2 separate regions of the Oryctolagus cuniculus genome follow, and region 1 is linked to region 2. The links are chromatin contacts, called in public Hi-C maps. All regions are on one chromosome and are shown on one strand. Each heading gives the region's core, a stretch centred on a gene start, on an enhancer-like site or on the middle of the called end of the contact. The rest is flanking DNA. Distances are from core to core; before and after follow the strand shown. Region 1 overlaps CYRIB (CYFIP related Rac1 interactor B). Region 2 holds the start of GSDMC (gasdermin C).

Region 1 (6,444 bases), core at 2,241-4,740, 150 kb after region 2:
ACCTTCTACACCGCAACACCAACTCCAATTACTTTTCTTTTTTTATTTAAAAAAAGTACTGCAGAGCAGTGGGCCCTGGGCAGGAGTTACTGTGTCCCGTTGCTCTGAACGTGCCCCCACAGAGCCCAGGGGCAGGGTGGAGCAGCATTTATGGGCAGCCAAGAAGAGGCAGGCCTGCTGGGCACTGCCTGCGAGTGTGCCCTGTGTGGCCCCCAGTCCCATGCAGCCACAGAGGATGCCACTCGCTCCCTCCCGAAGGGCGCAGGACAGGGAGCCACAGCAGGTGCACCAGGCCCTGCAGCCCGATCCTCTCAGAATCCTCTTCCAGGTCCTAACAAACACATTCCCTTGGCAGGAAGTGGCAAGTCCCATGAGGTGCCACACAGAGTCACCCGGGGAGCTCTTTACAAACACTGCTACTCAGAACAGGGAAGAGGCTTTGCAGGTAGCTCCCGGTGGTGGCGATGCACAGCTGGGGACTGTGCGTAAGAAGGTGCCTCCGCTCAGCAGCCACAGCCAGCACAGAGAAGCGCTTCGTAGGGCTGGGGCCGGACATCCCACAGTTAGGGATTCCCTTCTATTGGTTGTAGGGACAACAGCCAGACGCCTGCAGGGCCCTGAACCAGACCTGGAACCAACCCGCTTGTCCTTCTCCCCCACGTGGGAGAGCACCTTCCACCTCCCCAGGACTCCCAGTCCAATGTCTGCTGTGCCGAGCTGGCAGGAAGCGTCCCTCTTGGCCACCGACTTCTGGGTACCCAACGGCAGGAGCCTTAATCCACGGCCCTGGCGCTGAGAGAGGCCACAGGGCACGCTGCTGTGTGGCTGTTGTCTTCATTTCTCTGTGCAGGCAGTCAGTCTGGGAGATGGGGTGACAGCCGGGGCAGGGCCCCTGGGTTTACTCTCCTCCTTGTGGCCGGCCACACTGCCCACTGCCCTCCCCAGCCCTCAACACCTTTTTCTTCTCCCTCTTATGGCCTGCAGGTCGGCTCTGCTAGTTAGGATAAAATCTCATTTCACACTCTAGGGCCTCATTTGTAGGAACCCCCATCCCTCAGAGCACTAAGGGTGGTGGTTTTTGCACAGCTTTGGGGCCTGACCCACCGAGGCTGTCACTTATCAGGGGGATCTGGGACTGTTTCTTTTTCTTTCTTCCTTTTCTTTTTAATTCTTTTTTTTTTAATTTTTTTATTTTTTGACAGGCAGAGTGGACAGTGAGAGAGAGAGAGATAGAGAGAAAGGTCTTCCTTTGCCGTTGGTTCACCCTCCAATGGCCGCCGCGACCGGCGCGCTGCGGCCAGCGCACCGCGCTGATCCGATGGCAGGAGCCAGGTGCTTTTCCTGGTCTCCCATGGGGTGCAGGGCCCAAGCACTTGGGCCATCCTCCACTGCACTCCCTGGCCACAGCAGAGAGCTGGCCTGGAAGAGGGGCAACCGGGACAGAATCCAGCGCCCCGACCGGGACTAGAACCCGGTGTGCCGGCGCTGCAAGGCAGAGGATTAGCCTAGTGAGCCACGGCGCTGGCCTTTTTTTTTTTTTTTAATTCTTACTTATCTGAAAGGCAGAGTTACAGAGAGAGAGAGAGAGAGGGAGAGATCTTCCATCCACTGGTTCACTCCCCAAATGGCCGCAAAAGCAACAGCTGAGTCAGGCTGAAGCTAGGATCCAGGAGCTTCACCCTGGTCCCCCCAGGTGGGTGCAGGGGCCCAGGGACTTGGGCCATCTTCTGCTGCTTTCCCAGGTGCACTTGCAGGGAGCTGGACTGGAAGTGGAGCAGCCAGGACTCGAACTGGCACCCATATGGGATGCTGGCGCCATAAGCATTGGCTTAATCCACTTCACCTGATAACATTCACCACCAAAGGTGAGGACTATTACAGGAACTCGGTCAAAGGCAAAGTGTGGGCATCACAGCGGGCCGGCAGCAAGTACTAAGAGATGGTCGGGGGCAATAGTCCCCTCACCCTTACCCCGTGAGAAACATTTCAAACCCCTAGAGGACGCCTGAAACTGGCTGACACCAAGCCCTTCATATATGGTCTTTTTTTTTTTTTTATTTGACAGGTAGAGTTATAGACAGTGAGAGAGAGACAGAGAGAAAGGTCTTCCTTCCATTGGTTCACTCCCCAAACGGCCACTACGGCTGGTGCTGCGCCAATCCGAAGCCAGGAGCCAGGTGCTTCCTCCTGGTCTCCCATGCGGGTGCAAGGGCCCAAGCATTTGGACCATCCTCCACTGCCTTCCTGGGCCACAGCAGAGAGCTGGACTGGAAGAGGAGCAACCGGGACTAGAACCGGTACCTATATGGGATGCCAGTGCCACAGGCAGAGTATTAACCAAGTGAGCCACGGGGCTGGCCCCCCATATACTGTCTTGTTCTAAACACACATCCCTATGATCAAGTCTAACTTACAAATTAGGCACAGCAAAAGATAAATAATAACTAATCAAACAGACCAATTCCAAAAATATGCAAAGTTTTCAAAAAGTCCATAGAAAATGTGTATTATAGAAAGACTATGCATGGATTTCAAACTTGTTACACCAAAATAAACATCATTTAATTCCATTTTCCATGGCCGTTTGGAAGTGCCATATGTTGTAATAAAAGCTATGCAAATATGATCTCTCTCTCTCTCTCTCTCAGCTGGCAGGGGCAGGTAGCAGGGGCAGCATGGCCACGCTGGGTGAAGGGGTGATTCACCATCAGGTAAGACGGTGCAGACAGCATGAGATTTCCTCACACTACACAGAATGCCGTGTAATTTAAAACTTACTTCTAGAATTTTCCACTCATGTGTTCAGATTGCGGTTGACCTTGGGTAGCTGAAACTCAGGAAAGTGAAACCACAGACAAGGGGGCTGCTGTGGTCCCATTCAAGTCTGCCCACCCTTCTCCACGTTCCAGAAGCTTGCCCCAGAAGCTCCCAAAGGCCCTTGGGTCAGCTGACCTCTCCTCTTGGGTGCCCAGTCCACCCTGGAGGCAATGAGACGACTGACCGTGTGGCCAGAGGTACCCCACGCACCCACTGCCAACCCCCAGAAATTATAAACGAGAAGTAACTTTCTCTATTCCTCATTGCAGACTGCGCTAATTTGCATCTGACATTTGCATATCCTGCGAGGCCACAGACCCGAGTGCCTCTGAGAAAACAAAATGCTCAGGAGCAGAGAGTGAGTTCAGCAGAGGTGGCCCAGGGCAGCCTGGGGACAGGCTGTTTCCTGAGCCGTCACCCTCCTGTCACCTCCATCGGCCTCCACCTGCAAGGGGCCCACTGCAGATGCCTGGGCTGGGAGCTGGGATGCAGTGAGGAGCAGCGGGCTCCAGCCCCACCCCGAAGAGCTGGGCTGCTTTTCACAAGCGCAGTGGTCAAAGCAGGAAACACTGCCCCCCAGCGGTGGGGAGACCTTGCTGCCCCAGCCCGCCCGGCCTCTCCCAAGACCCAGCCGGCACAGGATTAACATCATTCCTCGTGGAAGCTTCCAGAAAACACTCGGGTGGATCAGTGCCCGGTGTTAGATATTAGGTCACTCCACGCCCGGGCACTGGGAAGGGACATGAAGGGTGCAAAGCCAGTCTGGGGGATTCAGAAGAGGCCAAGGCCTCGATGATGTTTGCAGAAGGAAGGGAGAGGGATAGAATGGGGCAGGGGAGACAGGAGACTGATTCCCAAAGCAGTGGCCCCAAGGACAGGCTGCAGAGCCGCCAACACCTGCTCTCATCTGGGCCACTCACTCTGGCCAAGTTCAGGTCACCATTGAGGAAGAAGCCTCCCTGGCCAGGCAAAAAGAGACATAAGGCTCATCCCCACCAACCCTCACCCCGCCCAGCTGACATCTGGCCTGCTTAGCCCCACCCACCCACCCCATGCTGCTTTTAGGAAAGCACCTGTGTCCTAGGAGCCATCCCCCACCTCTCCTCTCCATGTGCAGCACACTGCCTACAAGATGGAAGTCAAAGCATGGAACCTTCCAGAACAAATGGATGGTTCAAGAACAGCCATGTGACACTCAGTGACCAACAAGAGCCCTCTCTCCGGGACGCTGGCTGAAGCCCCACCCCCACCCCACCCCACCCCACCCGCCAACTCCAGATTTGCTAACGTGAGAGGACGGGGCTGAATTCAAGCTGCGGTATCCAGAAGAGACCGTCCAAGGAGAGAGAGGAAGCACAGTAGGGTGAGGAAATAGAGAGGCCATAACCCAGCCAGCAGAGCCCCCTGGGCAGCCGCTCCTCCCTAGGGAGTGCCTAGACACAGAAGTGATCTCGTCTGCTCTTGGGTTGACTTGGGTTCAGTTACTGTCATCGCGACCCACAGGGCTGATGACCTGGGCTCAGAAGGGAACTGAGAGGCTGCCGGTGGCCACCGTGCCTCACTTCCTGCCCTGGCTGTGGCTTGCTGATGGCACTGGGGAGGCCGGCTCCAGGCCTAAGCCTTGCTTCACGCAAACAGAACCCCTTCTCTTGCCGGGGACCCCAGACCCCCTCCTCGCCCTCATCTTCCAGGCCGCTGTGCGCCCTCTCTTGATACAGAAATCCTCGCTGGTTCCACGCAGTGCCACCTGCACAGCCTGAAGGCCATGGTGCCCTATGAAGAATGTTCTCGGCCACATCGAGGTCCTGCCCTGCATCTGCACAGCCACCGGAGAGGGCAGCCCGGTCCATGCCACAGACCGGAGGACAAGGGTGAGCCTGGGGTCTGAGCACTCAGGTCCATCATCCACAGAGGCCCAAGCCCCAGCTCCCGCAGCGGCCAGGTCAGTGGTGAAGAGCCCTCCTAAACACCGGCTCTTCCCGCAGTGATGGTGAGGGAACGCCTTCCCACACCCACCTCAGACAGAAAGCGGCTCTCCGTGAAACAGGCCTGCTACAGAAATTAAAGTGGATGTATATTTTTTTTTTCTGTTTTAATTGAAAGCCAACCAGCAGTGTCAATTCCAGCCAAAGCCCTAAGGAGGAGTCTACGAGAGAACTCTTGAGCCCTAAGAACACATTTAGCATTGCAACCTGCAGAGTTCGCTCCAAAAGAGGCCTCAGAACCCTTCTGCACAGCGTTCCCATTCTACAGAAGGGGAAACTGAGCTTCCGAGAAGTGAAATCACCACCCAGAGTCACACGGCTGGGGAGAGGGGGGCAGCGCACAGGATACCAGGTTCTTGCTTTTCCCTCCCAACGTCTACAAACAGCTGTATCTTCACTATAATTGTGTAAACTTTATCACGCCACTAAAACACACACTTAAAATCGCAAGCCCCAAGAAAAAGTCTGCATGTGCTTTCTGCTCTTTGTGCTACAACTCAGTGGGTCTCTGGAAAATGGGGTCTCTATTTCCTGGCAGGACTGGAGCCTCACAGGCTGACCTTGTGTGGTTTCTCACCCTCTGCACTACCCGTAAACACCGCCAGTGCGGGCGACAGACACCAGCGGCCGTCGGTTGTGCAATGGAAGGCAGCCTCCACTTCCCATGTGGACGGGGACGATGGAGGCCATGTCCTGGCCAGACACGCAAGCCATCCTGAACACACGCACGCCTTGCCTTGTGTGGCTCTGCTTACATCTCACCCATCACCAAGAAAAAGCATCTTTTTTTTTTAAAGATTTATTTTATTTATTTGAAAGACAGAGTTACAGAGAGAGGTAGAGACAGAGAGAGTCTTCCATCCGCTGGTTCACTCCCCAGATGGCTACAACGGCCAGAGCTGGGCCGATCTGAAGCCAGGGGCCAGGAGATTCTTCCAGGTCTCCCACACAAGTGCAGGGGCCCAAGGACTTGGGTCATCTTCTACTGCTTTTCCAGGCCATAGCAGAGAGCTGGATTGCAACAGGAGCAGCCAGGAATAGAACTGGTACCCGTATGGGATGCCGGTGCTCCAGACCAGGGCTCTAACCCACTGTGCCACAGCACCGGCCCCGAAAAAGCATCTTGTGAGCTAATGATGGCTTTGAATTTGACCTCCTTTTTTAAACTATTTTTTTAAAAGATTTTTAAAATTTATTTGAAAGGCAGAGTTAGAGAGAGAGAGAGATCTTCCATCCACTGGTTCACTCCCCAAATAGCCACAATAGCCACAGCTGGGCCAGGCTGAAGCCAGGCGCTTGGAACTCCATCTGGGTCTCCCACATGAGCAGCAGGGCCCAAGTACTTGGCCCATTATCTGCTGCCTTCCCAGGCACAATAGCAGGGAGCTGGATCAGAAGCGGGGCAGCTGGGGCTTGAAACAGCGCTCGTATGGGATGCCGGTGTCACAGCACCATGAGCAGGGTAAGTTTAGCCTGCTGCACCACAACACTCCCCCTTGGAGTGTGAATTTCTGGCTTCTCCGTTCCCATTGCATAACAGGAGCAGAAAGATGGAGCAAATTCAAGGCCATGACCTGGGCTGGCAGAGTAGCCAGGCACCAGAGGACCATGTGAAGGCCTGAACCCCGTCCTGTGGATGGTG
Region 2 (6,170 bases), core at 169-2,668:
AGAAAAAATCCAAGTGGAAGGCATTGGATAACAGGAGGTTTGTGTAGAAGAGATGGGGGGGGGGGTTCCCAGGGTGACGTGGATTTCCTGGGGGCAGAGGGCAGCCAGCTCCCATCTGAGCAAGCAGAAGGCTTTAGGAGGGATTTCTCCAGGAAGTTGAAATTGATAGAGCACCTAGAATCTCAGCATCTCAGTAGGAGATTTAAGCTATGGGCAGAGTTTGGATGTCACTAGATAGGAGTACCTGGGAAACAAGAAAGGGAAGACAAACAGAAGGGAAATTCTTCATGAAAGGAAAAATATCAGTAGCTGCATAGAGCTTACAGAGAACTGTGATGCAACTCACTTGGGAAGATGCAAACAGGACTTGTGCCTGTTCTGGAGGGAGGGGACTCAAAGTCCTTATTCTCAAGGTACATCCATGAGCAATGCCTAAAACTGACAATGGTCAGTAACACGACAGACACACGCCCAAATACATATTGCATTGTCCCATTTATATTCAGTGTCCAGAACTGGCAAATCCATAGAAACAGAGAATAGATCGGTGGTTGCCCAGAGCCAGCAGGAGTGGGATGGGATGCGATGGGACAGCAGGGAGAATGGATGCTAAAGGCGGAAATCATGAAAATGCACTAGCAGTCACTGACAGGCACACGTCCAAGGGTGAACTGCATGGCGTGTGAATTATATCACAATGAACCCAGTTTATAAAAAGATCTAAGGCGCTGGCGTGTGGGGGCACAGTGGGTTAAGTCTTAGACTGCCATGCTGGCATCTCAAATGGGTGCAGGTTCGAGTCCTGGCTGCTCCACTTCCCATGCAGCTCTCTGCTATGGCCTGGGAAGGCAGTGGAAGGTGGCCCAAGTGCCTGGGCCCCTGCACCTGCATGGGAGACCTGGAGGAAGCTCCTGGCTCCTGGCTTTGGCCTGGCCCTGTCACGGCTGTTGTTGCCATTTGGGGAGAGAACCAGTAGATGGAATCAATCAATCAATCCCTCCTCCTCTCCTCCCCCCTCCTCCTCCTCCCTTCCTCTCTCTAACTCTGCCTTTTAAATAAATGTTTTACAAAGATCTCTGATACCAAAATAAGCAACAAAAAGTCGAAAGCAGCGTCCGGGGAGGGGAGCGGGGCTGCAGCTCTGAAGTTTAAAAGCACATCTTACAGAACAACTTGATTTCTTTAATCCGTCTGAACTTCTTCGAACAACGCATGGCTATTCAGAGTACTCCCAAGTAACGGGCCTGGTGGGCCGCTGACGGAGGGGACAGGCCGCTTGGGGGTCAGCCAGCGCTGGACGTCCAGGGCTGGGGTCACGGTCCCCGGGGCGGGGGCAGGGCTGGCAACCCCACGGCCTGGGGCCACCGGAAGGTCCCGCTGTCAGGTAGGGGGTGGGAGGTCCGGGGCCCCGGAGACCACCCCCCAGCTCCCCTCCGACATGGGCTGGCGGCCTTCAAATGTCGCCGCTGTCCTCTTGTCCCTCAGAGGCCGAACCCAGACCCAGCACTGGCCCCAGCGACGCTGAGAGCGCCCCGGAGCCCGCCGATTCCCTCGCGGGTGCAGCGGGCGCGGCTCTGGCGCCCCCTGCAGGCCGGGGAGCGCACAGGCCCAGCTCGGGGCCTCTCCTAGGACTCTGTGGGCTTGGGCCCCCTGGCGAGGCGGGCATAGATGCGGGCTTGACCACGGCGCTGGCCCACAGACGCGGCGCGTTTCGCCCCCTCAGGGAACATGTCGTCCCTGTTCGCAAGGGGCAGCCAGCTGGTGGTGCGGGAGCTGGGCAGGATGGGGGAGCTGGTGCCCGCGGACAGCCTGAACAGCGCCCCCCGCCTGCGTCCCTTCTGCGTGCTGAGAAAGAAGTGCAGGTGCCACCCCTGGCCTTGGGGCACCCGCCTCATCCCCACCGACTTCTCGCTCCTGGATCTGCTGGAGCCTGGTTCTCCGGCCCCAGGTACGTGTGAATAGGCGGTGGGGCGCAGGAGCCACCGAGCGCAGACGGCTGCCAGGCAGCTGTGGGGGAGACGGGTGAGCGGGGCTGAACCGGTGGGCAGCCCCACCTGGCACACAGAGACCCCCTCGGCTCGGGCAGGGGAGCTGCTTCTTCCTCCTCCCCTAGCTGGGTAGGAAGGAACCATGATGATAACGTTCAGCAACGGCTGCCATGATGAGGTGCCTTGGGCCAAGGCCGCCATCCTCACGGCCTCCCTTGGAGGAAGGCCCTGCCGTTCTTCCTCCCCCTCTTAGAGAGGGGGAGACTACGGCTCCAGGAGGTCACTGGCTTGCCCAAGGCCACAGCCAGCCAGTAAGTGGTGCAGACTGCTTGGGAAGCAGGGCTGAGACCCAAGCCCACGCCCCCGCCTGCCCTCACCCCACCAGCCTGCCTTCCTCCCTGTCTGCCTCCAGCATGGGCATCTGTCTCCACAGAGGTCAGCCGAAGCCAGCCTATCCATATCCGAAAGTCTGTGACTCGCGGGGTGACAGGAGCTGTGAGCGTCGGGCTGCAGGGCAAGGTGGCAGGGGGCGGCGTGGTCACCCACAGCTGCACGCTGGCCGTGCAGACCCTCAGCATTTCCCCTCACACCTGGGAGGGCCTGATGGAGAGCAGGTGAGCCGTGGAGCGGTCACGCGGGCAGGTGGGGCTCCTCTGGCTCAAGGCCTGTGGCCCTGGGTTATCCAGGCTGGAGGGAGGAATTGGGGGTGGGGGAGGGGCCGAGGCCTCGCGGGAAGCCCTGAGCCAAAGTCCTTAAGCCTAGTGTGCAATTCAGCTTGCAGAAGCCCATTTTCGGCCTGTGGTGTAGAATTATCGTGTACCCGCCCCAGCTGTCCTCTCTCCCACCCTTCCCACCCCCCAAACACACGGTTGCAGGAAACTGAGGACGCCCAGGCCCTTGCTGCTCAGGGAGCTGCAGAGCCGGACGCAGAGGGAGCGCCTGTACGTGGTGACAGAAGCGGTGGAGACTCTGCAGGACACCACGCTGCGGAGCCTCGGCCGAGCAGAGGGGACGGGGCAGCTGTCCTTCCCCGGGCTGGGCCATCTGAAGGTGCGAGGTGTGCCTTGTCCTGAGCTGCCACCAGAGGGCCCCGCCCTGCTGCCCTAACTGGCCCCACTGCAGATGGCCTCTTCCAGCCGGGAATGCTGGCCCCAGGCGCCTGCACCCTGGTTCTCGGTGCTGACTGCACTTTGGGGTCACCTGCGAGGGTGTTTCCTTGGGTTTGTTGTTGAAGTTGCTTTGATACCAGTGCCCAAACACCTGCCCTGTTCTGTCTTGGGTGGTCTGGAGTGAGACCCAATCCCTGGTGGTATTTGCTGTCTCCCAGGTGATCCTTCTGGGTCAGTGAGGCTGGGGGTCTGCAGTCACTCTGGAGCAGACGTGCCAGGGGAACAGGGCCTGACATGACCCCTGGCTGACTGTGGGAACTGGTGTTACCCCAAACTGGGGGACCCACTTCCTGGCAAGTTCTAAGAAACACACCAGAAGGGGCTGCCACACAAAGTAATTTATTTGCAGCAAATAAGGAAACCACAAGATTTTTATTTTATTTATTTGAAAGGCAGAGTTAGAGAGAAAGGAAGAGAGAGAGAGCTTCCATCCGCTGGTTCACTCCCCAGAGGGCTACAACAGCCAGGGCTGGGCCAGGCCGAAGCCAGGACCCAGGAGTTTCTTCCAGGTCCCCCACATGCATGCAAGGGCCCAAGCACATGGGCCATCTTCCACTGGTTTCCCAGGCCATTAGCAGAGACCTGGATGGGAAGTGGGGCAGCTGGGACTCGAACTGCTGTGTGGCACTTAGAGCTCTTACTGAGCTCACGTGTATTGTTTTGACCCTAGAATGCCGTGGGGTTTCTTTCTGGAATTAACTGTGCACACCGTGTCTTGCAGAATGCTATGCTTGCTGCATTTGCGATCTCTGCCCCCTCCAACTCCTGCACCCTCTACCCTGACCACCCCTGAACACCCTGCATCAAGGGAGACCCCACGATCCCCTCCAGCCCCACCTGCCTCTAAGACCCACTCCTGGAGGCCTGTGAGGATAGGGTGTCCGGTTCTCCCTGCCCCTTCACAGGTCCAGGGGCAGAGCACCATGGACAGAGAGAAGACAGTGACTGTCCCGCAGGGCAGTGTCGTGGCCTACAGAGTGCTGCAGCTGGTGGTTGAAGAGGATCACTGGGGTCAGACCCCTCCCACTTTGCCCATGCCAGCCTGTGCCCTGGGCGCTGTTTCTCCAGGGACGTGAACATTAGCTGGCCACGCCCCCACTCCCATAGCACAGAAGGGACTTGGCTTTCAGAGAAACACTCGCTCCCCAGCCTCTGGGGGAGGGCTGCATCCTACCTGAGGGACGGTCCTTGTCCTCTAACTGGCACAGAGACTCAGGGGACTCAAGTCTTGGTGGGGGGGGGGAGGAGGTTGTTCCCCTAATAAATGTCCCATCCCAGAACCCCCGTGAACCACAGATGCGTCTGGAGCTGAGCTAATGTGGGGCTGCCCCAGGAGCTCACATCTGGCTCCTGAATTCGGGGCCTCAGGCCCAGGGTGGGAAGGAACAGGGCTCAGACGGCCTCCCGCCCCTCGTGGGCAAGGTGGGAACCAGGAGCAGCACTTGGCCTGCGTGGCCCTGGAGGTGCTGTCCACAGTCTCCGCCGCACGTGGCTGGTTTCCGCCTTCCTCTCAGGGACACACCCCTTTTCCTGCCGGTGCCCCCTCTCTTTGCAGCTGTTCTCTGCCTCCCCGAAGGGCGGCGCTGTGGGGACGCTGGTGGAGGTGAGCATCCTGAGGTCTGTCTCCACTTGGCTGGCTCCTGAGGTCCCCTCCCTCTGCCATGTTGTCACCCCTGTCCCTCGGGGCTGACTCCACCTAAGGAGAACCACCCAGAAGCTTGGGTGGATCATGAGCATGGGAGTCACGTGGGTGTCCTCCTCCATATAGAGACGGCAGCTGTGGCCACTCATCTGTTTGGGTTAGAGGGTCTGAGATGGGGTGTGGACAGTGTCTGGGACCTGAGGGGACCTGAACAGGCCACTGTCATGGTCCCGGTGGTCGGAGCAGGAAGGCAGGGGTAGCGCAGGCCTGCTGAAGTGGTGCTTGGAGCAGGAGAAGCCCATCCCAGCTGGACAGACAGGGACAAGACAGAGCCTTGGAGGCTGGGCCCTGAGCCATGGGTTCTCTTCTTCTTGGGGAGAGGGGGCTGTGGGGGTGCTGGGTGTGGCAAGTGCTTAGCGAGTGCTAACTGAAGTCGGGGATGGGAAGCAGGCACACACAGCAGTGCTGTGTGGAGTGGGAGCTGCCCCCTGGGCTCAGACTTTGGGACCTCCTTGGGCCCCAGGTGAGGAGCAGGACTTCCAGGACCTGCGGAGCCAGGTGGCTGCCCAGCTGCAGGACCTGGCCACACTGTCCCCGGAGCTGCGCAAGACACTGCTGGGTGCCCTCCACCAATTGCTCGGGGACCCTCAGGCGCTCCAGGAACTGGAGGATACGGTGAGGGGCCCCTGGAATGCAGAGGAGGAGGCAGAGGGGAAGGAGAGGCAGAACGGCACTGAGTCTTGGGGGAGCGCCCAGCCTGGCTGGATGAGGCAGGCCCCGTGCTGGGTGGGCACAGCTATGTCCAACACTCCCAGCATTTGCTCACTGGGGACTAAAGCCACTCACCCCCTGCTGGAAGAGCCATCATCCAAATGCAAGCTTATGTCCCCTCCCCTTTGGGGCCTGGGGTGGTGGTGTGGACAGAAGGCCCAAGGTGAGACCCCGGCTGGCCCCACGTTACTCTCGCTTACCCCTTCCCTGCAGCTGGAGCAGGCCCTGGACGCCGGGTTGCTGGGACAGTTGCAGGGCCCTGGTGGCGTCATCGTGTGCAGCCTGCAGGACCCCTCAGGCAACCTGTCGCCCTCCAGAGGCAGGGCCTTCCTCCACCTCCTGGGAGCCCTAGTGGGTAAGGGCAATGGGCCGGGGCTGGGAGGAAGAGGGCCCAGAGGGAGGGCCCCCTGAAGCTCCGATGGTCAGCCCTGCTGAGCCCCAGCTTGACCTGGCCAATCCTCACATCCTGGTGAATAATCACATCCCAGAGCCACTGCCGGCAGTGGAGCTGGTGCACCGAAGCCCGTTGACAAGTGGAGCCCACCTCCAACCTGACTGGGTTTCAGGAAAACCGAGGAGCCGGGCAGGGGAGGGCAGCAA

Evidence for each region. Hi-C and Micro-C count contacts between places; a contact is called where the count stands out from the background.
Region 1: a Hi-C map of liver shows a contact between it and region 2, with 8 times the contacts expected there. The contact joins the enhancer-like site here to the promoter of GSDMC in region 2. A contact is called at or near these places in 2 of 6 Hi-C or Micro-C datasets (liver and an unstated tissue).

Annotation. Positions count from the first base shown.
Region 1 is chr6:155,661,376-155,667,819 of mOryCun1.1, forward strand. The region is part of intron 1 of CYRIB (CYFIP related Rac1 interactor B); the gene reads right to left. Among named protein-coding and RNA genes, the nearest start is that of CYRIB, 32 kb to the right of the region's middle. Within about 2 kb of position 3,491, at least 1 of the 8 cell types and tissues checked has an H3K27ac peak or open chromatin away from gene starts, as enhancers often do.
Region 2 is chr6:155,516,326-155,522,495 of mOryCun1.1, forward strand. It overlaps GSDMC (gasdermin C), which reads left to right and starts at 1,419. Exons shown (of 9, transcript XM_070075484.1): 1 at 1,419-1,948; 2 at 2,422-2,602; 3 at 2,864-3,038; 4 at 4,063-4,168; 5 at 4,713-4,760; 6 at 5,323-5,474; 7 at 5,784-5,925. The coding sequence starts at 1,729.